4 separate regions of the Sus scrofa genome follow, and regions 2, 3 and 4 are each linked to region 1. Evidence: chromatin contacts called from public HiChIP or PLAC-seq and promoter capture Hi-C data. All regions are on one chromosome and are shown on one strand. Each heading gives the region's core, a stretch centred on a gene start, on an enhancer-like site or on the middle of the called end of the contact. The rest is flanking DNA. Distances are from core to core; before and after follow the strand shown.

Region 1 (2,903 bases), core at 279-2,778:
GGGTTGAGGCAGCTGTTGGCGTAGCTCAGGCTGGTGATGAAGTAGGAGACGGCGATGACGAGCGGCGTCTGCGGGAGGTCGGTGGTGAGCACCACCACGGTGCTCAAGTGGTAGGGCGTCCAGCAGAGGAGGCACGCGGCCAGGATCGCCGCCACCAGGATCGTCACCCGCTTCTTGGCGCGGTCCAGGACCTTGGCGTGGCTGTCAAGGCGGATGGCGCGCAGCCGGCACAGCAGCGTGGTGTAGAGGACGCAGATCGTGGACACCGGGATGGCGAAGCCAAGCACCAGCGTGTAGAGGCGACTCGCGCGCCACCAGAAGGCCTCGGGCTGAGGGAAGACCAGCACGCACTGGCGCCGTCCCTGCTCGTCGTCGAGGCGCGCGAAGACGGCAAAGGGCAGCACCACCAGTGTCACGAACCCCCACACCGCCAGGCTCACTGCGCGCGCCGCGCCGTACGTGCGGCCCGCCACCCGGCGCGACTCTGCGGTGGCCAGCACTACCAGGTAGCGGTCGGCGCTCATGACCGTGAGGAAGTAGAGGCTGGAGAAGGTGTTGTACTGGTCAATGGCGACGATGAGCTTGCACATGAGCTCCCCGAAGGGCCACCGCCGCAGCAGGAAGTCGGCTATGTTGATGGGCAGCACGAGCGTGAAGAGCTCGTCGGCCACGGCCAGGTTGAGGATAAACAGGTTGGTGACCGTCTTCATGCGGGGCGCCCGCAGCAGCACGTACAGCACCGCCGAGTTGCCCGCCAGTCCCACGGCGCAAATCACCCCGTACACGACCGGCACTGCCACGGCGAGCGGCGGCGGCAGCGGCGGCGGCGGCGGCACGGACTCGTTGGGGCAGCGAAGCTCGAGCCCGGGGCACGATGTGTTCAAGCGCCCCGGCCCCCAGGACGACGCGTTGTGCATCCCGGCGAGGGCGGGGAGCGGGCGATCGGTCTCTCCGGCCGCCACCCTGCCGGGTTCTGCGCTCCCGGGCACCGGACCCGCGCCGGGGCGCTCGCTGCCAGGCTCCGAGCCCGTCTCCGGCCTTCCCGGACGCCGGCGCTGCAGAGCGGAATGGAAAGCTCAGGTTAGGCTCGTCGACGTGTAACTCTGGGAGAAGTGCGCTTCCGAGCGGAGGGAGGCGGGGAGGGCGGGCGCCGCTCCCAACCTGCCCCACGTGACTGCTCTCTACAACCTGTTGGAAGCGTATTTGGACCTGTTGGGTACATCAAACCAAGTGCTAGAGAGAAGACTCCTCACCTTTACAGGAAAAATACAAGCCCACTTCTCCTGCTTTAGCCCCCACCGCGTCCCCGGGAGGCGCGGGTCATCCCAGCGAGTCCCGCCTTGGCCCGGTAGGTCCTGTGCCCCCCTGGTAACAGCGAGCCCTACAGCAAGCTCTGCCTCACCTGGCGGGTCCAGGGACCGAGTCTGTCTCTTCAAGAGCGGTCGGGAGAGGGGGCTGCTGCGGGGGAGCCTGCGGCGCCAGCCGGCTGCCTGTCGGCTCCGTGGGTGCTCTCCCAGGCGGCAGCTAGCGCCTCCCCGGGTCCTGCCCGCGCGCCTGGAAGCTCCGTGCTGGCGCAGCCGCAACCGTGCTCCGCGGGCCGGGCTGCCGCCCCCACCGCCCACCCCACGCACAGCAGCCGGGAACCGAGAACTGCATTAGCTGATGAAGGAATAACTTTTTTCATTCCAGTAGGGTGACCTCACTCCGTTTGAATTAATGAAAAGCTCTCCTGTTAAGAATTAAAGAAAGAAAAGCAAAATGTGGGTGTTACTGGTCTATTTTTAAAGGCGACTAATGCCATTGAGGCTTCCATTCCAGTTTTAACACCATTATCCCCAGTGGGTTCATGTAATTTAAAAATTTAAGTTACATTCATATGCTTTTGGCACACAATTTTAAAATGCAGATCCCCCTTTTTCTGTTGCTCTGGTGGTCACAAGTTTGCAAGATTGTTAGGCACACATAACGGCCAACCATCTGAGATACTTTAGGCATTTTAAAAATATATATGCCATGACGTTAACAAAGACAAACCGCCTCTGATTCTCCCCTAAAGAAAACTACCCGGTGTTGCCAAGGCTGGTGGAGGAGGCCGGGCCTCTCCAAGACTTTCTCTGTTAAGGGATCTCGCTTGGCCACCTCATCTTTGAGGACCAAGTGAAATAAACTCAATATTAGTTCCCTCTGATTCCCTTCTCCTTCCTCCACCTTCCTTTGGGAGAGCCAGCGAATTAAGCATGGGATTCCATCCTGCCTCCTTACAATACATTTCTCTTTCACAAGAGCTGGCAAAAACCGCAGTAAAGTGCATCTTTGGTCCTTTATGAAGCGTTCCTGGGGGAGTGGGCCTGTGATACTGAGAAAGAGACTTGAGGTAGCCAGTGGAGGAAACTGCTAAGGGGCCAGAGTTAAAATGCTTTTCTGTACCCCCTCAATTCTCTTTTTACCAGCACCTACATAATTTTGGCTTCCTTGCAGTTTCATGAGTGAAAAAAAGACTGATAGAAACACAATGAGAAATAGACTAACCCACCATTGTAGTTGGAGACTTCAATACCCCTCTGTCAGTAATTGACAGATGAACCATCAGGCCAAAGATCAGGAAGGACATAGTTGAACCAAACAGCCCCACTGATCACCTACACCTAATTAGCACCTACATCCAACAATAAGAGAATAGACATTCTTCTCAAGTCACATGGTATAGTCCCCCAAATAGAAAACATTTGAAGCCATAAGACATACCTTAACAAGTTAGAAACAGAAAAACAAAACAAAAACAGAAATATAAAATCTTCTCTTAGACCACAACGGGACTATACTAGAAATTAATAACAAATTTCTGGAAAACCCCCAAATATTTGGAGATTAAGTAACACATGGGGCAAAGAAGAAGTCTCAAG
Region 2 (2,992 bases), core at 306-2,805, 330 kb before region 1:
ACACTCAATAAACGTGCCCTGCATTTTGCACCTGCCCACAGGGGCTCGAGTCTCTCTCTGTTGTCAGTGATGTTTGCTCATACTTTGTGCTGGTGCTGTGACTGAGCGGCTTCATTTGCACTGTGTACTCATCTGCTCCGGCTGCCAGAACAAAATACCGTGGATTGGGTTGCTGAACAAGAAATTTATTTTCTCACAGTTCTGGTGTCTAGAAATCTGAGTGCTGCATGGTGGGGCCCTGAGGAGAGCCCTCTTCCTGGCTTGCACACCTGCCTTCCTGCTGTGTCCTTGTGTGGCCTGTGCGTGTCCAGGGAGAGTGCTGTCCCTGGGGTCTCTTCTTTTTCTTTCTCTTTTTACAGCCACACCTGCAGCATACGGAAGTTCCTGGCATAGGAGACGAATCTGAGATGCCTGCCTACGCCACAGCGGCAGCAACGCCAGATCAAGCCTCATCTGTGATCTATGCCACAGCTTTCGGCAACACAGAATCGAGGCCAGGGATTGAATCTGCATCCTCAAAGACACTATGTGGGGTTCTTTAACCTACTGAGCCACAACAGGAACTCCACCTTCATTTATTTTTTTGGCCTTTTTCATGGCATATAGAAGTTCCCAGGCCAGGGATTGAGCCCAAGTCACAGCAGTGACCGGAGCAGTGACAATGCAGGATCTCTAACCCACTGTGCCACAAGGGAACTCCTTAATTTCATCCTCTGGAGTGCAAGTGCATTTGCAGGAACTGACTCTAGGTTCCAAGGGCTACCCAGCCATCAGAGCCACTAACAGTCTCCTTAGTTGCTAACAATCCCCACTTTCTCTCGTGTTACTAACAATTCTCAAACACGAGAGACAGACCAGAAATTGGTAGGAGTGTCTGTCTCTGTCACCACCAGGGTGAAATTTCTTTTGCCTCCCTGTGAAACTCCGTGGCTATGATGTCAGGTTCCTGGATGGGTTTCGCTGCTTTTCTCATTGTTTAGCCTGTTTCTGCTTCTCCGAACTCACACCCCTTGATGGACTGCTGATGGCTACAGACACATATTTAAGACCCTGGAGAGACAGAATATAAGGAACATCTATGCATCCATGACTCAGATTTTAAAAGGTTAACATGTGCAATATTAGGGGGAGTTCTTGCAAAATTTTTACTTTAGAACAGGAACATGAGATATTATTAGGACCTCTTTGTATTTCTACTCCACCACTCACCTTAAATTAGTGGGGTGTCTTTATCTCTCTATATGTGATGTGCAGAATATTAGTCCCTCCAAGAGGCCCATGTCCTGTGAATATCGTAACTGACAGGGTGCAAACGGACTAAGGTTGCCCATGTGATTGAGGTGAAGGAGCTGGAGACCGGGAGCGCGGCTGAGAGTCTCCAGCAGCGGCCGCCGTGCCCCCTGCTCATTGCGGACCCACCGTCGTGAGCGCAGGCGCAGGGCGCTCCGCGGACTGTTTTGGCCCCTCCCGGCTTCCGCCTTCCGGGCGGTCACGTGTCTTGGCTCACGTGACCGGCGCTCCTGTCATTCCACAGCGGCCGCTCCGGCTTTCTCCTGCGTGAGCCGCCCTCGACATCTCCTCCGTTCCGAAACAGGCTCGCTCTCTGGCGCCGCGTCCTCGCCGCCGCCCCGGCCTCCCAACCGGGCAGGAGACCCGACTCAGCTCTGCCTCGGCGCTCCAGCGCGGCGGGGCCCCGCTGTCCGGACTGCCGTATCTCCCCGCCGCCTTGGGTGCGTTGGAGGAGGGCCCGGCGGGTTCGCGGGGTGAGGCCGCACTTGGGTCGTTCCTGCCCGGGCCCCTGCCCGGACCCCGGCCCCGGCCCCGGCCCCAGCCAGGCGACCCCGCGGTTTCTCCGCTTCCCTGGCGCGTGCTTGATTCTCGCCGTCCAGGGTCCTCCTGACCCCACTCCGGCCCCGGGTCCCCAGATTTCTTTCCTTCCGGGCCGCAGAGGGGTTTGCGAAACTGCCGTGCCTTCCCCGCAGGGAAGGGCAGGGGAGGGAGGGTGGACGCGTAAAAAGTGTGCTTTTCCAGGACTGCGCCACGGCCCTGGCCGTTGGGGCTCGAGTTGTTCAGGGACCTAGGTGACGACCCGAGGTCCTTTCAGCTGCTGCAGGAGGGGCCGCTGGGGCTGTCCGCTTGATTCCAGGTTCCAGCTTGGCCCGGTCGGAGTCTGTTGCTACCTGGGCCCAGCCAGTCCGCATTGCCCTTGTTTGATTAGACAACAAATCCTCAGATGTGGCGATTACGTTCCAAACAGACTAAGGTCATTGGTATCCTGGAATAGAATCAGAGATGTGGTTTTAGCTTCTTTGTGGTCATAACTATGACCTTATTGTAGTTTGTAAACCGTATCCTGTATTTTTTGTCGTGATGAAACCAGGCTTAAGCTTTTGTCTTTAAGTTTAGGAGTGAGAATTACTTAAAGTCTATCACGATAGGTTCATTATCATCCGACCAGACTCTCATTGTTGGCTGAGTCTAAATTATAATCTCTGTTTGTTCCAAAACATTCTCTCAGTAATTAATTTTGAAAACACCATGAATTTTGATTGAAAAAAGAAAGCTCCGTCCTGTAAGATATTACATTTCCACTTGGAATATTTTAATTTGAATGAATAATGTTAGAAAGGACGTGTAGGTTTTTCATATGTCACTTTAAAACACTGCTTGGCAAATGTAGATAAAATAATTGGTCCTAGCTGTGCTGTACAGGTTCTTATTTTTTCTCTGTCAGAAGAGGAAAGTTGATCTCAATTGTATATATCTAAAATATTTTTCCTATTTTGTATGCCTCTTCTATTTAAGCATGATTTGTGGTGTCGACACCTTAATTAGTTACTTTAAAAATCTTGCTGCAGTATTAGTGCCAATAATTAAAAACCCTTTCCTGGAAAAGTGAAAACTTATAGAGAACACTTTATGGAGCAGGGCATACATAAGTGGGCAAGATTTGAGATCTGATGCTATTAGTATTTAATATTTAGGGTATTTA
Region 3 (2,867 bases), core at 271-2,770, 460 kb before region 1:
TCTGTAAGTATCTCCATTTGGCAGGTCTGAGTGCAAAGTCTGGCTTTTTTTTCCCTACTAAATCAGGCTAAGTTTCATTACCAAAAGTGGGTCACAGCAACAGGAGCAAGTTTGCTTCAAGTGGATTTAAATTTCTACCAAGCTATTTTTAGGTGATTCTCAGTAAGAATTAGAGATTTTCAGGTTGAGAAGCAAAGCAAAGTTACCTATGTCCTTCATTAAAGCCATATTTTGGGATTCGAAGGTAGAATGGAGTCTGGCCTCCCTCAAAGCCCAATCGGGGCCGGGTTCCTCTCTGCCGTTCTCCCTTGTGGCCTCTGCCACATTTTCTGCCTCTTCTCCGACCTCTTGGTCGTCTTTCCTACAAGGAAAGAGGAATGTTTTATGATCCACACACGCATCTGTTTAAATCATATTTCACCTTTGTGCTGTATCTTTTGGTTATGCCCTTCATTCATCCAACCAGCTAGCAATAGCCAAATTTACAAGGTTCCAGACACCATCCTGGCTGCCCTGAAATCCAAATACTCAACACTAACAGCTTTGCCTCTGAAGACGTAGCTGATTCTTGCAACCAAGTTGTGTTTCAAAGGCAAAGTTCCAAGAATGAGATGAGAAAAAGGATTCTATGACAGGCGGGAATTGAAGAAAATTCTAGAATTAAACATCCACGACTAGCAAAATTTATGTAATATTCAAGTGCATTTATTTTGAAATTAATTGTAAATATGCCACTGTTGCCCATATATAGTATTTTATTTAACTTAATTTCCTGTCACTTCACGAAATCAAGGAGTTCTTAAAGTGACAGTACGTCCACTAACAGCTCAGAGATTTACAGAAGAAACATCGAACATAGTATCTTTCCTATAAAGATAAAGACACAATGGAAAAAACTTCATTAAAACCCGTCTTAACGAGACAGTCGTTTTTAACTCCTGCGATTTCGCTCCTCGATAGTAAAATAATTATGCTCTTAAACCCGAACCTTGCAGAGAACTGAAACCACGTGGTCAGGTTTTCCCACGTCACTCAAGGAGACCTGGGGCCCGGCAGCCCCTCCCTCCTCCCAGAGCCTATGGACTCACAACCCTCAGGACCCCGCCACCGCGCCGACATCCGCAGCCTTACCGGTTTCCTGGAGCCCGGGTTCGGCTTCAGGTTGGCCAGACTCACACGGGGAAGGGCTCGCAGCAGGTCCAGGGCCCGGGGCCCACCGCCCTGCACGGGGCCGCCCATAACCCGTGCCGCAAAAGCCGCAAGGGCGCCGATCCACGTGATCTGGGACGCTGCTTTACGGCCGCGGCACCGCCCCTGTCGTGCTGTCAGTCCGCTGCGCCGCTTGCCGCGGGGCACACCGGGAGCCGGCTCCGCGTTGGAGGCAGCACGTGTCTCCCCATGTCTACCTCGTAGCGGCGTGATCCGGCTTTGTTTTCAGTTGGTTGGGGCTGGGCTATTTCGAGAGGTCGTGCCCCGACCCCGGCTCTGAATGTGCAGCGTTCTCTTGCGCTGCACCAGGCAGGCACTGAAAACGCTGTGTGTAGGAGTCCCTGGCCTGTGCTGTCACAACGTCTGGTCCTTAGAAGCAGGGCTGTCTCTGAGCTCCAGGTGGAGTGCAGAATAAGATCACCTGGACGCTGAAGCACTAGCTTGCGCTGGGCCAGTTGTATACACTATGGCCTGAAAAAAAGTTGTGCAATGTAAAGGTTGGAAGTTAAGTTTTATTTGGGGCAAAATGACTATAAAGTCTGGGAAACAGCGTTTCAGGGACCTCTGAGGAACTGCTTTGAAGAGGTAGGGGGAAGGTCAGTGTATACGATTTTAGTGAAGGGGGTACGTGCAATCAAGCACACGTTTTGGCAGACGTTTCCTGCTAGTCATCAGGAACAAATACCATGGTTAATGACTTTACGGCTTTTCTAGACAGGAGATGTAAAAATTTGGGTTCATAAAATCCCCCGAAAATATCTATGTGAAAGTTGTTCTGCCAGTTTTTCCCAGAGCACATTTCTGATCTCCATGCTTTCAGTATGTGTTGAAGCTCAGCAGCTGCAGTGGCTACTAACAATCCTAGGAGAGACAGATGGCTAGTGCCAATTTTTAGTTGGCACCAGTGAGATAAGAATACCTGAGGTCTAGGTATTGCAATGGCTGGCTAGTAGCAACTGTGAAAAAGACTCAAAACCCTGCATCCAGTCTGAGTGCCTCTGTTATGCTTTGACTGAGTCACTGAGATACTAACTCAAAAGCTGTTAATAATGAAGGAGCCAGGCTGAGTGCTTGGTATGTCAGTCACGTGCTGATTCAGCCTCATTTTGTTCAACTAAACAACTCCTCGTGGGGTAGATGTTTTATCACCTTTGACAGACTTGGCAGGGTTGGTAGTTGGACTAAGATCTCAGCAAGCCGCAGAGACAAGATTTGTACTTTGGCTCCTATTACATAAGTAATATTTTTTTATAACATGAAGCTGAATATCTGCAGCACAAAATACGTAACATTTTCACTGAATAAAATATGAGCTTCCCTATTTTTGTCTTAAGTGAGTGTAATATAGACCATGCTTCTTTCTTTTTCTTCTAATTTTTTTTTTTTTTTTTTTTTTTTTTTTTGTTTCACTGTCTGGGGTGTTGTTCCTGCTGTTCCTGTTAGTGTAAGTAAGAAATAACTTTGTGGAGCACAGCTACTTCCTTTTTTTTTTTTAAGGCCGCATCTATGGCATATGGAAGTTCTCAGGCTAGGGGTCAAATTGGAGTTATAGCTGCCAGCCTATACCACAGCCACAGCAACACCAGATCCAAGCTGAGTCTGCAACCTGCACTACAGCTCACAGCAACACCAGATCCTTAACCCACTGAGTGAGGCCA
Region 4 (2,927 bases), core at 71-2,570, 430 kb before region 1:
AAAGAATATTAAACTGATAATAAAAATGACAATTATTAACGTAAATGCACACACATCTACAATCACAAGTGGAGCTATGTACATACTCACTAATTGATTCCTCAAGCAGACAAGAAACTGGGATATAAGTATTTGAGCAATAAATAAAATTAATTTCAGGCTAACAGGCCTGTACAGAACTTCACATTTGCCACTACACAATTGGGGGCCCAGAGAATGTTTATAAAAATTGACAAACCAAATCTGAGAAATACCTGAGAACCAGTAGATGTGCAATCATATAATAGGTCTCACTATAACTTATGTTGGGAATCAATAAAAAGATAATTTAAAACAAATGAAATAGAGACACGGCTTAAATTACCCTTTCCCCCAAATAACTGAGCTAGAACAAAATCTTACATCTTGGTGTAGAAAAACAATTATTAGGGAATTTTCTTTTCTTCCCCCAGTGGCACCTGGGGGCATACGGAAGTTCCATCGAAGCAGCAAAGGGCGCTGACTGGGCAAAGACCTATTGAAGGAGCCCACTCTTCAGTACTGATAATTTCCATTTTCTACCTTGCTTTTGTGTCCACCTTCCTCACTGATCTTCAGAGCAGGTGAGACACCTTAATTTCTTAGATGAGAACGTTTTTGTCAACCACTATTCAGCTGTATTCAAGGCATTCCGTTCAAAGTTCCGAGTCGGAAAACGAGATTGTGTCTTTTTTCTTTTTCTTCTTCTTTTTTTTTTTTTTGGCGGCATCTGCGCACGCGGAATTTCCCGTGCCAAGGATGGAACTCGCGCCACAGAGGTGACACGCAGGGTCCTCGACTTGCCGCGCCCCCAGAGAAGTCCTGGGTCTCCGTTCTTAAGGCGCTTACAAAGGACTTGACTTTAAAAAGGAAATGCTTACAACCATCAGATCCCTACGATAAGGGGCCTCTTAGGAGATGGGGTCTGACTTCCAGGCAGCGCCCAGGTGGGAAAAAGCTGGGGCCTCCTGACCCACGCGCGGTCCTCCAAAGCCGCCCGAGCTGCGCGCCGCATGGGTCTCTGCTGGGAGTTGGGGCCGGGAACCAAGGACAGTGGACCGGGGCCGGGGAACCGGGGAACCTGGGACAGGGACGGGGGCGGGGCCGGCGCGAGCGCGCGCAAAGTTCAGTGGTGCCGCCCGCCCAACTTTCACCGCAGCCAGCTGGCTGCGCCGTGGCTCGCGCTCCCCTCCCATCCGCTCTCGATTGGCGGTGCCTGCTTGGCGCGCGCGGAGCTCGATTGGCGGTGCCTGCGGGGGAGGAGCGAGCCGCCGCCGCCGCCGCGGTGGCCTGGGTCCGTGAGGAAGCGCCTGGGCCTGGCCTGCCGAGCGGCCTCGCCGACGCCCGGGCTCGCGCGCAGCCCCTGTCAGCTTCGCGCACTTCCCGTCCCGCGCGACTGGCGCGGGGAAGGTCTGCCGGAGCCATGGACGACGAGGTGGTCCGAATTGCCAAGAAGATGGACAAGATGGTGCAGAAGAAGAACGCGGTGAGCGCGGCGGGCGGCGTGGGCCGGAGGGAGGCCGGGCGGCGGGCGGGAGCCGGACGCGGGGGCCCGTCGGCCTGAGGGGGCTCTTGGCCCTTGCCGCCTGTCTACCCGCCCGCCGCCCTACCCGCGCGACGGGGCAAGGCCCGCGCTCTGGGGAGGGAATCCGGGGGGCGTCTGGCCCCGCGTCCTGGGGAGGGGTCCCGGGCGGGAGTCTTTTAGGGGGCGTCCTGTCCCGCGTCTTGGGAAGGAGTCGTGGGAGGGATCCTGGGGGGAGGGCGTCCTGTTTCCTCTCCCTGAAAAGGGGCCCCCAGGGGGAGGTTATGGGGGCGTCTTGGGGAGGGGGTCTTGGGAGAGCGGTCCTGACCCGCGTCCTTGGGACGGGGTCGCGGGAGGGGGGGTCCTGTCCCGCGGCAGCAGGCGTGGGGACTCCTTCTGGTTGCCCTAGTTCCCTGGTGTTTGTGCAGCGTAGCAAACTTAATCCAGGCGTCCTCCCTTATTTTAAACTCGGTGGTGGTAAAGCCTCGCTGATTTAGCTTAAGAGCACAGAAAGTCCCCACTGTTTGCAAGCTAATAGCGAGAAAGAGCATCAACATAGAGGTCTGAGGTCTCTTTTAGACATCAAGCTGATAAAACTTCTATGTGAAATTCTTGGATCCTATTTCTGAAGAAGGCTAAACTGCCCCTTGATTATCTCACCCACCCTACGCGTTTGTTTAGCAATTAAAAACATATGCCAGTGTACTTGACAAGTTGCTAAACATTTAAAAAAAGTGGATCTTGTTGGGCATACCGTGCGGAAGAGCTCATTTAAGGCACGTTCACTGACTACGGTGTGCTGCCGGCTGGAATTGGCAAATGTCCGTTGCTGGTACTAGGTGGTTTACGGTTAATACCAGCGGAGTTATCTGTTATTGATAACGTGTTCATGTTCTCTTGTGGTTTGTATGAAGTGTGGCAGTTTCTGCATTTCCGTCCACCTGTGTGCTACTTTTAGTCCCTTACTTCATAGTCATCTGTTTTCAGCTAAACTTGTAAAATTCTGTGTCAGACCAAAGCGAAGGTCAAAGGGGATGCACTGATTTGTACACCGCTTTAGAGATACAAAGCATCTGTGCAAGATTCTTTTGAGACTCAAGACACAGCTGTGCTCCGTGTATTTTACAGAATAAAAAACTGAGTCAGAGAGCCAGTAGTTGGTGTATTTAAATTGAGTGTGTGCAACGTGGATTAAACCAGGACCCAGGTTTGCTGCTGGACAGCACGCCAGAGCAGGAAGTAGTGTTAAGCACTGAATTCTTTAAAAAAAACAAAAAAATGAAAAACAACACTGAATTCTTAAGACTTCAAGCATAGCCTGTTCCTCTTTTCCTTTAACAGGTGCATTGTCCAGCATGTAATTTCATACCCTGTTAATCTGTATTTG

The links. Promoter capture Hi-C pulls out the DNA fragments that hold promoters and counts their contacts. HiChIP or PLAC-seq counts read pairs in DNA pulled down with a chosen protein or histone mark.
Region 2: a contact with region 1 is called in a promoter capture Hi-C map of fetal skeletal muscle, with 6 times the contacts expected there. The contact joins the promoter of ATP6V1H here to the promoter of NPBWR1 in region 1. A contact is called at or near these places in 2 of 5 promoter capture datasets (fetal skeletal muscle and liver) and 9 of 47 Hi-C or Micro-C datasets (alveolar macrophages, embryonic fibroblasts, epiblast stem cells and 6 more).
Region 3: a contact with region 1 is called in an H3K27ac HiChIP or PLAC-seq map of alveolar macrophages. The contact joins the promoter of MRPL15 here to the promoter of NPBWR1 in region 1. A contact is called at or near these places in 6 of 47 Hi-C or Micro-C datasets (epiblast stem cells, liver, mesenchymal stem cells and 3 more) and 1 of 2 datasets of contacts at active chromatin or transcription factors (alveolar macrophages).
Region 4: an H3K27ac HiChIP or PLAC-seq map of alveolar macrophages shows a contact between it and region 1. The contact joins the promoter of TCEA1 here to the promoter of NPBWR1 in region 1. A contact is called at or near these places in 1 of 5 promoter capture datasets (fetal liver) and 1 of 2 datasets of contacts at active chromatin or transcription factors (alveolar macrophages).

The regions. Positions count from the first base shown.
Region 1 is chr4:77,539,163-77,542,065 of Sscrofa11.1, forward strand. NPBWR1 (neuropeptides B/W receptor type 1) reads right to left here and starts at 1,529. Exons shown (of 1, transcript XM_003355060.4): 1 at 1-1,529. The coding sequence starts at 917.
Region 2 is chr4:77,210,010-77,213,001 of Sscrofa11.1, forward strand. It overlaps ATP6V1H (ATPase H+ transporting V1 subunit H), which reads left to right and starts at 1,556. Exons shown (of 14, transcript NM_214240.1): 1 at 1,556-1,730.
Region 3 is chr4:77,074,302-77,077,168 of Sscrofa11.1, forward strand. MRPL15 (mitochondrial ribosomal protein L15) reads right to left here and starts at 1,521. Exons shown (of 5, transcript NM_001243528.1): 1 at 1,132-1,521; 2 at 207-361. The coding sequence starts at 1,239.
Region 4 is chr4:77,108,300-77,111,226 of Sscrofa11.1, forward strand. It overlaps TCEA1 (transcription elongation factor A1), which reads left to right and starts at 1,321. Exons shown (of 10, transcript NM_001243680.1): 1 at 1,321-1,504. The coding sequence starts at 1,442.